2 separate regions of the Delphinus delphis genome follow, and region 2 is linked to region 1. The links are chromatin contacts, called in public Hi-C maps. All regions are on one chromosome and are shown on one strand. Each heading gives the region's core, a stretch centred on a gene start, on an enhancer-like site or on the middle of the called end of the contact. The rest is flanking DNA. Distances are from core to core; before and after follow the strand shown.

Region 1 (5,668 bases), core at 3,082-5,581:
AAAAGATTACTAAAACTTCTCTGGAATCTAGACTGGGGACAATTTTGATCTAAATATTTGGATAAAGACCACCCAAATGCCTTGTACTGTTAATTGTGAACCGTATCATGATACTACAACAGTCCAGATCACTATGGACAGAAGGTAGTAGAGGCACTAAATCTGCAGGCTTCCTCTTCCTGTTAGAAGATTTAAAAATTAATGATAATTATAAATAAAATTTGCTCAGTTGAAACTTAATCCTTCATCTTCCACCACATTTCTTTTCTCTTTTGTGTTTCTTTCCCCTCCACTATTTCCTGCTTTCACCCTCAATGATTTACCCTATTTATCTAAAAGAAGCTTTATAGATAAATAGCATTCTTCTTTCTACCAGGGAATAGCCAGTTTAAGATTGAGCTCTGCCCTCTTAAGGAGTCTCAGGGAAGACAGGCGCTTTCAAAGATTCAAAGGGGATCTGTGTTTTTGAAAAACATGAAAATAATTCACAAAAAATCTCAAGGCTGTGGTACTTTTAAAGCTCCAGCTCCATAAGATAAAAAAAGAAGTAGGGATAATATCTGACTAGAACAGCAACTAATTTACCTGCATTATTCTTCACTGTAATTATTTTGCTAGTTTACATCACAGATTGAAATTCTTCTAAAACTTCCTAGGATTTTCAGCTCATCCTAAACACAGTGATAAATAACAAAATTAAGTGCTCTGAGTTAAAAACTTCAGCACTACAGTTTGAATGTTACATGTTTTTAGGCATATTAAGGAGCAAATATAAACTGATAAAATTCTGTAGGACTTCGAATGCTGAAAATGGATATGCTATAAAATAGTTTTCCAGAAATATTTTTCCTGGAGGACTCAAATAATTGAAATTTGTAAAAATATATATACAGGATATCATAATAGGCATTACAGGAATATATAGAATATTAAATGCTAACTTAGTGTTGTATATGCCCAGATATGCCCAGTAAGTATAAAGTATAAGGTATATGCCCAGAGAATTAGGGGACAGAAAGACTGATAGCCATTCATTCATTCATTCATTCATTCCTCAAATGTTCAGAAAGTACTTACTCTGTGCCAGGCATAATTCTAGGAACGATCAGAGATAGAGCAGTGAATAAAAGAGATAAAATTCCTGCCCTCAGAGAGTATGTTAGTGGATTGAGATAGATAATAAACAAGAAAAAATAAGTAAAAAGGTGGGATGAATTGGGAGATTAGGTTTGACATAAATACACTACCATGTGTAAAACAGACAGCTAGTGGGAACCTGCCATAGAGCACAGGGAGCTCAGCTTGGTGCTCTGTGATGACCTAGATGGGTGGGATGAGTGGGGGGGAGGGAGGTCCAAGAGGGAGGGGATATATGTATACATATAGCTGATTGACTTCATTGTACAGCAGAAACCAACACAACATTGTAAAGCAATTATACTCCAGTAAAATTTTTTTTAAATGACATTAGATGGTGATAAGTGCAAAGATAAAAGAAGTAGGAAAAAAAGACTGAGAGGATATAAAAGCAAGGAGGGAAGGGAGCAAGCCATGTGGCTGAGTAAAAACATTCTGAGCAGAGGCAATAGCCAGAACAAAGGCCCAAAAGTAGGAAGATGGCAACACTGGCCTGCTTGCTCTTCCTTATGTTTAAGGAAGAGCAAGCAGGCCAGTGTTGCTAGAAGAGAATGAAGGAGGGTGAAGAGTAATAAATGAGGTTGGAGAGATAAGGGGGAGGGGCTGGGGCCTCCTGGAGGCTTTGAGTAAGGTAGGATGTAACAGTTGGAAATGGGGGTGGGAGGTAATTCCAGGTAATTAGAACAAAGGAAAAGACAAAGAACCAGGGTTTTGAGGATATTTAGGAATTAGAGGCTGGCTTGGTGTGGAATGAGGATACACATAAAGTGAGGGAGCATGAATATGAGGGAAGGGGATCATTTGTGGGGAGGGTGTTTGAAAGTGGTGTATGATAAATATTGTCTTGATCCTCTGTTTAGGAGCTGTTGAAGAGAGAGATAGGGCAGGGAGGCACCAGGGTAAAAGCCGAGCATTAGCTGTCCCTTTAATATAACCCTTTGCTTTCCCCGGCAAGGATAAAATCCTGCTCCAGACAGTTGCTTTAGTTGTTATATTTATAAAGAAAAAAGGTGAAGACCTTGGGAGTTTTGTGGGGAAAACATTTTAAATTTTCGTGTAGTAGGGAGGAGAGAAAATATACAAGAATTGGAATTCAGATTATTGTATTATTAACATGAACTGAATTAATTACCAATTGTGTGACTAACATGAACTAGTGTAATACACAGTGAATCATAAGATGAAGATGACTAAAAAGTGGGACTGAGAAGGCAAATAGGAATTTCAATTGTTTAAAAAGCATTCCACAACATGTCTAATCCATGAATAAGCAGTTAAGAGTTAACTACCCCTAATTCTACATAAAGAAGAGGATTCTATTATAATTACCTACTTTGAATTAAAATTATTCACAAGGCAAAAGCTGGAACCGTCCTCCCAATTCAACATCCCATACAGAACAGTACCTAGTACAGAAGATTCAAATGCTTGTTTAAAGAATAAAAAGCCTACCCATTACATTTCATCTCAATAGAATCAAACAGTGCTAGAACTGTCATAACACAACCTCAAATTGTTACTATTAATAGGGAGGATATTACACAAAAACAGAAAAGTTAGGAAGAAGGGATGTTTTTTCTTCCATATTACCATATTACCTGTAAAAAACAACATACCCTAAAGGCTGGTTAATTACCCATATGACACAAAGCCATTTCAGGTATATGAAGGAGTGCTGTTTGGAATAATGGGATACCTAACATCATTAAATCCAATAAACAAAGCTGTTCCGAATCAAAGGAAATTTCCCTTGATATACCCATGTGAGTTGCATTAGTGCTCCCTTTCTGGAACAGAGAACAAAAAGCATAAGGCAATCTAAAACAATCTTTCCTCTTCATCCTTCAAGAACTCAGTGGATTTAGGGACCTGGGTTTGCTTCTCTATGCTGTTTTTTTTAAATCTCAAATTAAGAGTAACTCATCCTCATCATTTGTCTCAAATAAAGCAAACGAGTATAATAAAAATACAGCAGCTCTTAACCACTCTTGGTCATGGTATGTTATAAATCCCAAAGAGAGGAACTGCTAAAGTAGAAAAAGAATCATCAAGCGGATACAAATAATGAAACTTCTGCCGGGAAAAGCATCGTTCTTCACTGGGTAATGTTTGTGCACAAGTCACTCTGACCCAGTATTAGACTTAAAATTGAGAGACAGGGTTTCATAGGGCTTTTTAAACCAAGATTATCCATGAAAAAGTTTTTTATGCAAATGTCGGAATGTCAACATACTTTCTGGTCTACTGTTTTCCAGGAAGCATTTTTCCATGCTAAGACAAGAACATCCTCAAGGGCAACTCCATAAGCGGATTCGAACTCCCTTGGATACCATAAATAAGCGTTAAAAACCCTTTACACCACAAAAAAGTACTACGGTAGTTTGCAAAGGTGTGTTTAGTTCTGCTTGTTGGAGCGATTAGAGCAAGCAGTGAATAAAAGGTGCCCTGAATCGAGTACACTGAACCCGGCCGCGGCATCTCCAAGATGCAACAATAAAAGCATCCTCCCCCCTCCTCATACTTCCCCAGAAAGTGGCCCTATACCCGGGAGCCAGCGGGCCGCAGGGAGAAAGCCCGGCCTGCCTCACCTTATAGACGTCCCCGTAGGTGCCGCTGCCGACCCTCTGAACGAGCTCGTAGTCGTGCTGCGGGTTCCGCCTCAGGATGTCCGCGCCAGGCCGCAGAGGGGCCTCCATCTTCGCTCAGGGCCCGGCTCCCGCCGGCTCTGCCCGCGGCGCCCCGATTCCCGCTAACAAGGACGAGCGGCGCCGCTTCCCAACATGGAGCCTCTGCCCGCAGCTCCGCCTGCACGAGGAACGAGCAGAGGCTACAACCCCGAGCGGCCCAGCCCCGTCCCTTCCGCCCGGCCGGGGCCAGCGAACCACCGGGCCTGAAAGGGTCCCCGGCGCCTAGTCGCCGCGTTCCGGCCTCGGCCCTTCCCCCCTCCCCGACCGCCCGCGAACTGCCGAGCCGGGTCTGCCTGCCCGCCGGGGCCCGGGGCCGGCTGGGTACCTGAGGGGAGCGGCCCCACTCTTTGTTGAGCGCCGCGCCTGGAACCTACTTCCTCGCCGGCGCCAGCGTCCTGCTTCCAGGCGCCCGCCGGCCGCTCCAGGTTCGGCGCCGTCTCCGCCTCCCGCTGCACCGCACGTTCTCTCGCGGGCGGCGGAGGGGCGTACCGTCGCCGCCGCCGCACCACGCTCTCCACCCGGGGCTGCGTCACCGGGAGACACGTTCCCGGCCAGTGTGGGTCGGCGCCCAGCTGCCCGCCCGAGTACGCCGGCCGCAGGGCCAGAGTGCCGCCCTGAGGCCTGCTCGGGACACGACACTCTCCCGGCCGGGCCGCCGCGCCCCCCGGGCCGGCGCGTCCTTTCCGGGCCCAGGCTCTGCTTCCCACCCTCGGGGCTTAGGGACGCCCCCGGGCATTCGTGGGCCGAAGCGCCTCCGCTAAACCGCCCCCCGCTTTGTCAGGTAATCTTAGAAGGTAACGGCTAGAGGGAGAAGGGTGGGCACGAGGGCGAAGGGAACGCAGCCCTCTCAGTTCAGAAAAGGTACGTTGAGGGCACTGGGCCAGGTGAGAAGTCACCTGGCAGTGGGGCACCAAGGAAGGAGGTGGGGGAGTGGAGTGCCAGATTAACTAAGTCGCGGCACACCCTACTGCACCGTCCTGTTTTGCAAATCATTCTCAGTGATACGAGTTTGAGGCTTCACTGCACGCCTGCGCAACCTGTCTTCTGCTGAGTTTTCCCAAGACATTTCTGAAAGTCTGAATTGCTAGGAAGTCTCGATGGCCTTTATCCCTGTTGGGCACACGCGGTGTCTGAACGCGGGTATCGCTCCTTGGGTCACGAGTTCTGCAGAACCTGAAACAAAGTCAGGGACCACAACCTGGTTCTGGCTCTACCACTTCCTCAGTATGTGATCTGGGACAAGAAAGACATCGTATTTGGCAATGTCTCCGTATCCTTATCTGCAGCTTGAAAAGGATAAGGTTTTGCATTAGACACCGGAAGTGTTTATAAAGCATTTTACAGGATTATAAAAAGGGTTCTCAAAATATAAAAGGTTGTAAAATACTTCATAATGCACAGAATATGGAACAGGAGTTTAGGGAAGTAATTTGGCTGATATTAACAAGCTGTTTTGCAGTTTCAGTTCCAGTCTTGTTCTGAAGGTAGAAATAAAGTTGCCAGTTTGTACACTGGCAAAGTTATTTCTAGAGCCCAGTGAAGGTTTGAACAAAAAAGCCAGCTAACACTTGGCCATTGCATTTAGTGACTGAAAAAAATCACAAAAGAGCAAGTTGCAGATGTTGGCTTGCGGCTTTGAACATCCAATTCAATTCCATTCTTGGGCAATGTACTCCTTGTTGTTGATCATTGTAATCAATTGCATAATGTAGAAATTAAATTCACACCTTAACAGGACAGGGAATATATGTATTTTCTTGTGCTCCGTGCACAAAGGGCACTTATTTAGGGAACATAAGTAAGCTCAGACTTAACATGCTCTATGGACAAAGCCTATGTGTTTG
Region 2 (5,999 bases), core at 1,600-4,099, 240 kb before region 1:
CTTCTCATTGTCGTGGCTTCTCTTGTTGTGCAGCACGGGTTCTAGGCGTGTGGGCTTCAGTAGTTGTGGCACATGGGCTTAGCTGCTCCACGGCATGTGGGATCTTCCGTGCCAGGGCTCAAACCCATGTCCCCTGCATTGGCAGGTGGATTCTTAACCACTGCACCACCAGGGAAGCCCAAACTATCCCATTTAAATATGAGGATTCAATAAAGCTATTCTTGGGTAAACAAGGCTACAGGAACTTTAACATGCAAGAGACACTCCTAAAAATACTCCTGGACCAAAAATTAATGAGTTAACAACTCAAGAAGTTAAATATAATAAAGAAAAATAAACATGTATATATAATATATAAAACATATATATAACAAAATATAATAAAGAAGAAAAATCTTTTATTTGAAAAGATTTATAATGTAGACAAACCTCTGGCAAGAGTAATGGGGGAAAAAGTGAGATGACACAAATAAATAAAACAGAATAATAAAGAAAAAATACGTAAAGACACAACAAGGATCTTAAACATAATCAAAGAGTATCATGGAGATCTATATGCTAATAAATTTGATAACATAGATGAAACGGGGTGGGGGACTCCTCGGGCAAAATTACTGAGGCATAAAGAAACAGAAATTTTGAATCAATCACTATAAATTAAAATAGTCATCAAAAGCTTTCTACCTAAACACACACACCCATACATTTTACCAAACTTTCAAGGAACGGATAATCTCTATCATCAAAGATATTCCAGAAAAATTTAAAGGGTTGAGAACTCCCTAACTCATTTTATGAAGCACATATGAACCAGGTTCCAAAACTGGATAAGAAGTACAAAGAAGCTTCTATACCAGTAAGATCCAACTGAAAGAATAATATAAAATAAGATACTATTTACAAAGCAATAAGGGAATCAAAGAATTAACCTAAGAAAAAAGAACTTCACAGAGAAAAATTTTCAACTCTATTAAATAACAAATGAGGGACTTCCCTGGTGGCGCAGCGGTTAATAATCCACCTGCCAATGCAGGGGACACGGGTTCCAGCCCTGGTCCAGGAAGATCCCACATGCCGCGGAGCAACTAAGCCCGTGCGCCACAACTACTGAAGCCCGCGGGCCTAGAGCCCGTGCTCCGCTACAAAGAGTAGCTCCTGCTCTCCGCACCTAGAGAAAGCCCCTGCGCAGCAATGAAGACCCAATGCAGCCAAAAAATCAACAAATAAATAAACTTTAAGTAACAAAGAGTATGCATAAATGAAAAGATATGCCAAGTTCATGGATGGGAAAACTCAAAATTATAAAGAAGTAAATCTCCCCCAAATCTATCTACCTAATTTCAATAATATTTTCAAAATAATATTTTAAGATACTAAATGTTATATAGAATAAAGGTCTATAAGTAGTAAAGCAATTTAAAAAAAACAAACAAGTGCAAAACTTCTAAAACTGATGAAAATCTGAATAAGGCCGGTGGATTGTGCTAATGTCAATTTCCTGGTTTGATACTGTTATTACAGTTATGTAAGGTGTTGCTGGGGTAAATTGGGTGAAGAAGGGTACATGAGAGCTCTCTGTTCTTTTGCAACTTCCTATGGATCTATAATCATTTCAAAATAAAAAGTATAAAAAGAAAAAATAAAAAGTATAAACAAAACCTTCACTAACCTTACCTTTCTTCCCTTAAAAAAAGGTTCCCAAAAGAGCTGTCTACAAACCCCCACGATGAATCACAAATCCTATCCCACTCTAATCCCCCTCCAATCCACTAATACACAGCAGCCAGAATCAACTTCAGAAACATCAACATTTAATCACTTCTTTAAAACCCTTTAAAAGCCTCCCAGCGCTCTTAGAATAAAATTTCACGTGTATTTAAAACAAAAACTGTGCTGTGATGTAGCCCCTCTCCGATGTCATTCCACACCATCTCTGCTCCGCTAAGCTCTAGTCACACTCATCTTGCCCACATTCTAGTTCCCGAAACAGCCAAGACCTTTCCAGCTTTGAAACCTTCGCATAAACCATTCCCTTTACAGAGAGCAGAGAAAAACAGTAGTGGCGAATGTGGTCTCCAAACTTCAAATTACAGGGCGCTGAATTTTGCGGGGTTTAATTAGCAACTAACTGAGCTGCTTCTCACAGGGGCAACTCTATGCAGCATGCGTGTGCCAGGAACTGATTGATATAGGACTGGTTTTAGATCTTCCAAGTAACATCAGGAAGGCCAGCGAATAAACAGCATATTTGGTTGCTTACAGTGTGTTAGGTCCTTTAATCCTCAAAACGACCACTTAACGCGAGACTAGGATCCTATTCACAACTGAGCTTTTAAGGAGCTTAACTAACCCGCCCAGAGTTGAATAGGAAGTGGTGGGGTGGTATTCAGAGCCAGAACTGTTCTTGACCTCTACTCAACACTGCCTTTCTTATTCTTTTCCTCTCGCCCACAAACCTACAGATGATCCAAGCAGGTAGCTCCTGGCACCATAGGTTGGAGCCCGGGATTCACAGGATCCCGACCCTCTCCCACGCCGAGGACAGGGAAGTAGCGCAGGGGCAGAGGTCCAGCACGAGGCACCTCTGAGAGAAGCAGCGCAGACCGCGGGGGGGGTCGGGCCAGCGGCTACTCACCTGGTGCTGGCTCTGCGGCCACCTTGGCACAACAGCCAGGGCTTCCCCGGCGCGGGCGCGCACGCCGCGGAGAAGCCCCCGGGAAACCCCCCGCGGGCCAGTCCGCAGACACTGCCTAGGTAACGTAGCGCTGGCACCATCGCCTGCGCCTCCTCCCCTGCCTCAAGCCCCAGGAGCCGGCCCTTGAGCCCTACACTGCCCAGGTCCAGGCGCTCTCTAGCCCCGCCCCCAGGCAGAGGCCAATGAGGGGCGCTCTTTCGCCCCACGTGAGAGCAGCCGCCAGTGGCCAATGGACTCGCGCGGCGGAGGGCGAAGGGCAAGCCGGCGCCGCCGTAGACGCTGGGGACGCTAACTCGCTCCCTCCTTTTGACGCTGTGAGTAGAGGAGCTAGGCCCCGGGTGGGGCGGGTCTAGGGTGGTGGTTAGCCTCTGCCCTTTCCCTTCTCCCATCGCTAGGCTGACTGAAAATCTGGCCCACCGAGTCGGGCGTCCTCGATCTTCACCGCCGAGCGGACTCGGGGCCGCGGAAGAAAGTCAGGATGATTATGGTGAAAACTGTCGTTTGGGCAAGCCCAGCTGCCTCCCCTCCTCCCGCCAGGCCCCGCCCCTCTCGACCCCGCCCCGCGTCACTCGAGGCTCCGCCCCTATCAACCCCGCCCCCCTCAGACCCGCCCCGCGTCACTCGAGGCTCCTTTCAGGGCACCGCGATCTCCAACCCGGCTCCCACCCAGTGGAGTGGCCACTGGAGGGGCGCTCGCTGTCCAGCCCTAGCCCTCTCCGGACGGAGGCTCTGTCATGGCAACGCCTGATAGCCTGCAGTCTTCTGGACTTCCATATATGTGGCTCCTGACGTGCCATTCATTCATTTATTGGTCCTGTAAATATTGAGCACCTAAATGAACCAGACGTCTCGGTCTCTGACATCATTTAGCAATCTATTTCCTTTTTTAAAAAAATCCTGGACCGAGATATACTTTTAAATATGCTGTGCGGGCCTGGGAACAGCGACTCACCTGTGCAGGTCACTTCACCCCTGTTTATCTGTAAAATGAGGGAAGTGGACCATGTAATGTATGAAAAACCTGTGTTAAATTACGTGATCCTTTATCACCATGCCTAACTAACATTTATCACCATGTTTAACTAACATTTGTTCTCTCTGCTTGTTGGAAGTTTTTTAATTTTTAGGGTCAGGACAGCTGAACAAAAATAGAATCATTTAACTTTATTGCTGGAAGGACTTATTCTTGCCTGTGTGAATTTGGCTCCAGTTATTAGTCGGGTAGCTTGGGGAAGTCACTTCACCTCTTTGCCTCAGACCCTTCTCTGTGAACTAGGAGTAATAGCAGGATCTCCTTCATGTGGATTACACGAGATAAGGCTCATCAGATGTTAGCACAGTAAAGTGCTCGATAAAATGATGGCTTTTATTATGTTTATATTGGTTTTATCACCTGGACAGTTGTACATATTTTCTTTATTTGCGAAAATAATGTGGAATGTTGCCTGCTTGTTCATCACAAATGAAAAAAATAAGAAATGGTTATTTTTTTAGTTCAACTTTTTAATTTTAAGCTAATCGTAGATTCCCATGCAGTTGTAAGAAACAGTAGAGATCCTGTGTACCCTTTACCCAGTCTTCCCCAATGGTAACATCTTGTAAAAGAATAGAACAATAACTCAACCAGGAAATTGACATTGACACAGCCCATGGATCTTATTGAGATAACCACAGTTTTACCTTTGTGCATGTATTTAGGTCTGTATAGTTTTTATCACATGTGTAGGTTTTGTTTTGTTTTGTTTGGCCACGCCGTCGGGCTTTTGGGATCTTAGTGCCCCGACCAGGGATTGAACCCCAGCCCTTGTCAGTGAGAGCTCAGAGTCCTAACCACTGGACCACCAGGGAATTCCCCATGTGTAGATTCTTGTATCCACCACAGGCAAGCTACAGCACAGTTCCATCACCACCAGGATCCCTCGGTTGTCCTTTTATAACTACACTTCTCTCCTGCAGGGCACCCTCTTCCCCGTTCTAGTCTCCCTTTCTAAAATTTTGTCATGCCAAGAATGTTACATAAGCAGAATTATACAGTATGTAATTTTCTGGAATTGACTTTTTCACTCAGCATAATCCCTTGAGATCCATCCAAATTGTTGCATGTATTGATAGTTCATTCTAATTGCTGAGAAGTATTTCATGGTATGGATGTACCACAGCATGTTTAACCATTCACCCATTGAAGGGCATCTGAGTTACTTTTAGTTTTTAGCTATTTCAAATAAAGCTGCTATGAAAATTAGTGTACAGCTTTTTGTGCGAGCCTGTTTTTGTTTTTCCGGGATAAATGCCTAAGAGTCCAATTTCTGGGTCATATGATAAGCACATGTTTACTTTTGTAAGAAACTGCCAAAGTGTTTTCCGAAGTGGCTGCACCATTTTACATTCCCACCAGCAATGTTGAGTGATCCAGTTCAGTTCCTCTTCAGTGTCACCAACTTTTGGTACTATCACTATTTTTTATTTTAACCGTTGCATGGGATGTAGTTGATTTGTTACTAGGTTGAGTACAGAATTATACAGTTTTAGGGTCTGTGGTCAGGCTTTCATGGGTCAGCCCAGAATAGTGACTTTTTTACTACTCTGTGATTTTGAGCACGTGCTTCTGAGTTTAGCAAAGTGAAAGAACTCAAAATACACATGCTCTTTTTGTAAAATTTTCTCTGCTTACCTTCTCCCCTAGGCTTGACTGTACATTAATTTGTTTCATTTAGATAATCTCACATCAAGAGCTCACCTTACATTCATTCACCCTGTAATGTCTTTGGCTAGAGACATTTGTGTTCTAGCCACCACCCTCCTCAGCTAAGAATTCGTGTTCATCTTCCATCTAGGTCAGAACCTATGTGAAATTAGTTCAATGAGTGTCAAGCAATATTAGCCTAAGAGTGGCTTTTGGAAACTTTGCTTCTCATTCCTAAGCAATTGCTCTGCTGTTCTATTTCACTAGACTCTAGACACCTCAGGAATAAGAATTGGCATCAATAATGGATGAATTTGCAGTGAAGTGGGGTTATAATTTGGGGAGTAAAAATGCCCCAGTTCTGACATCACCCACCCCTCTCTTCACACTTTTACTGCCCTAAAGAACAAGTTGGCTAGTTCAGTCTTTTTGACCACTAAAATAGCCAACGTTTTGAATAGCCCACCTAAGTAATTATGTCTCATATGTAAAAAAAGAACTTCCATTTTTTAAAAAAAACTTGTTTATATGCAAATTGGGGGACTCTCCATATCCTATTTTGAGTCACACATTAGAGGTCTGGTCTTCTCTAAGTCGTGAACATATAGCAACTTTTAGAAA

What was found. Hi-C and Micro-C count contacts between places; a contact is called where the count stands out from the background.
Region 2: a Hi-C map of lung shows a contact between it and region 1, with 11 times the contacts expected there. The contact joins the promoter of L2HGDH here to the promoter of MAP4K5 in region 1. A contact is called at or near these places in 2 of 3 Hi-C or Micro-C datasets (lung and muscle).

Annotation. Positions count from the first base shown.
Region 1 is chr2:50,183,910-50,189,577 of mDelDel1.2, reverse strand. MAP4K5 (mitogen-activated protein kinase kinase kinase kinase 5) reads right to left here and starts at 4,331. Exons shown (of 32, transcript XM_060004580.1): 1 at 4,199-4,331; 2 at 3,726-3,942. The coding sequence starts at 3,833. ATL1 (atlastin GTPase 1) reads left to right here and starts at 4,522. Exons shown (of 15, transcript XM_060004582.1): 1 at 4,522-4,605.
Region 2 is chr2:50,419,127-50,425,125 of mDelDel1.2, reverse strand. It overlaps L2HGDH (L-2-hydroxyglutarate dehydrogenase), which reads right to left and starts at 2,849. Exons shown (of 11, transcript XM_060004587.1): 1 at 2,636-2,849. The coding sequence starts at 2,775. DMAC2L (distal membrane arm assembly component 2 like) reads left to right here and starts at 2,936. Exons shown (of 5, transcript XM_060004595.1): 1 at 2,936-3,009.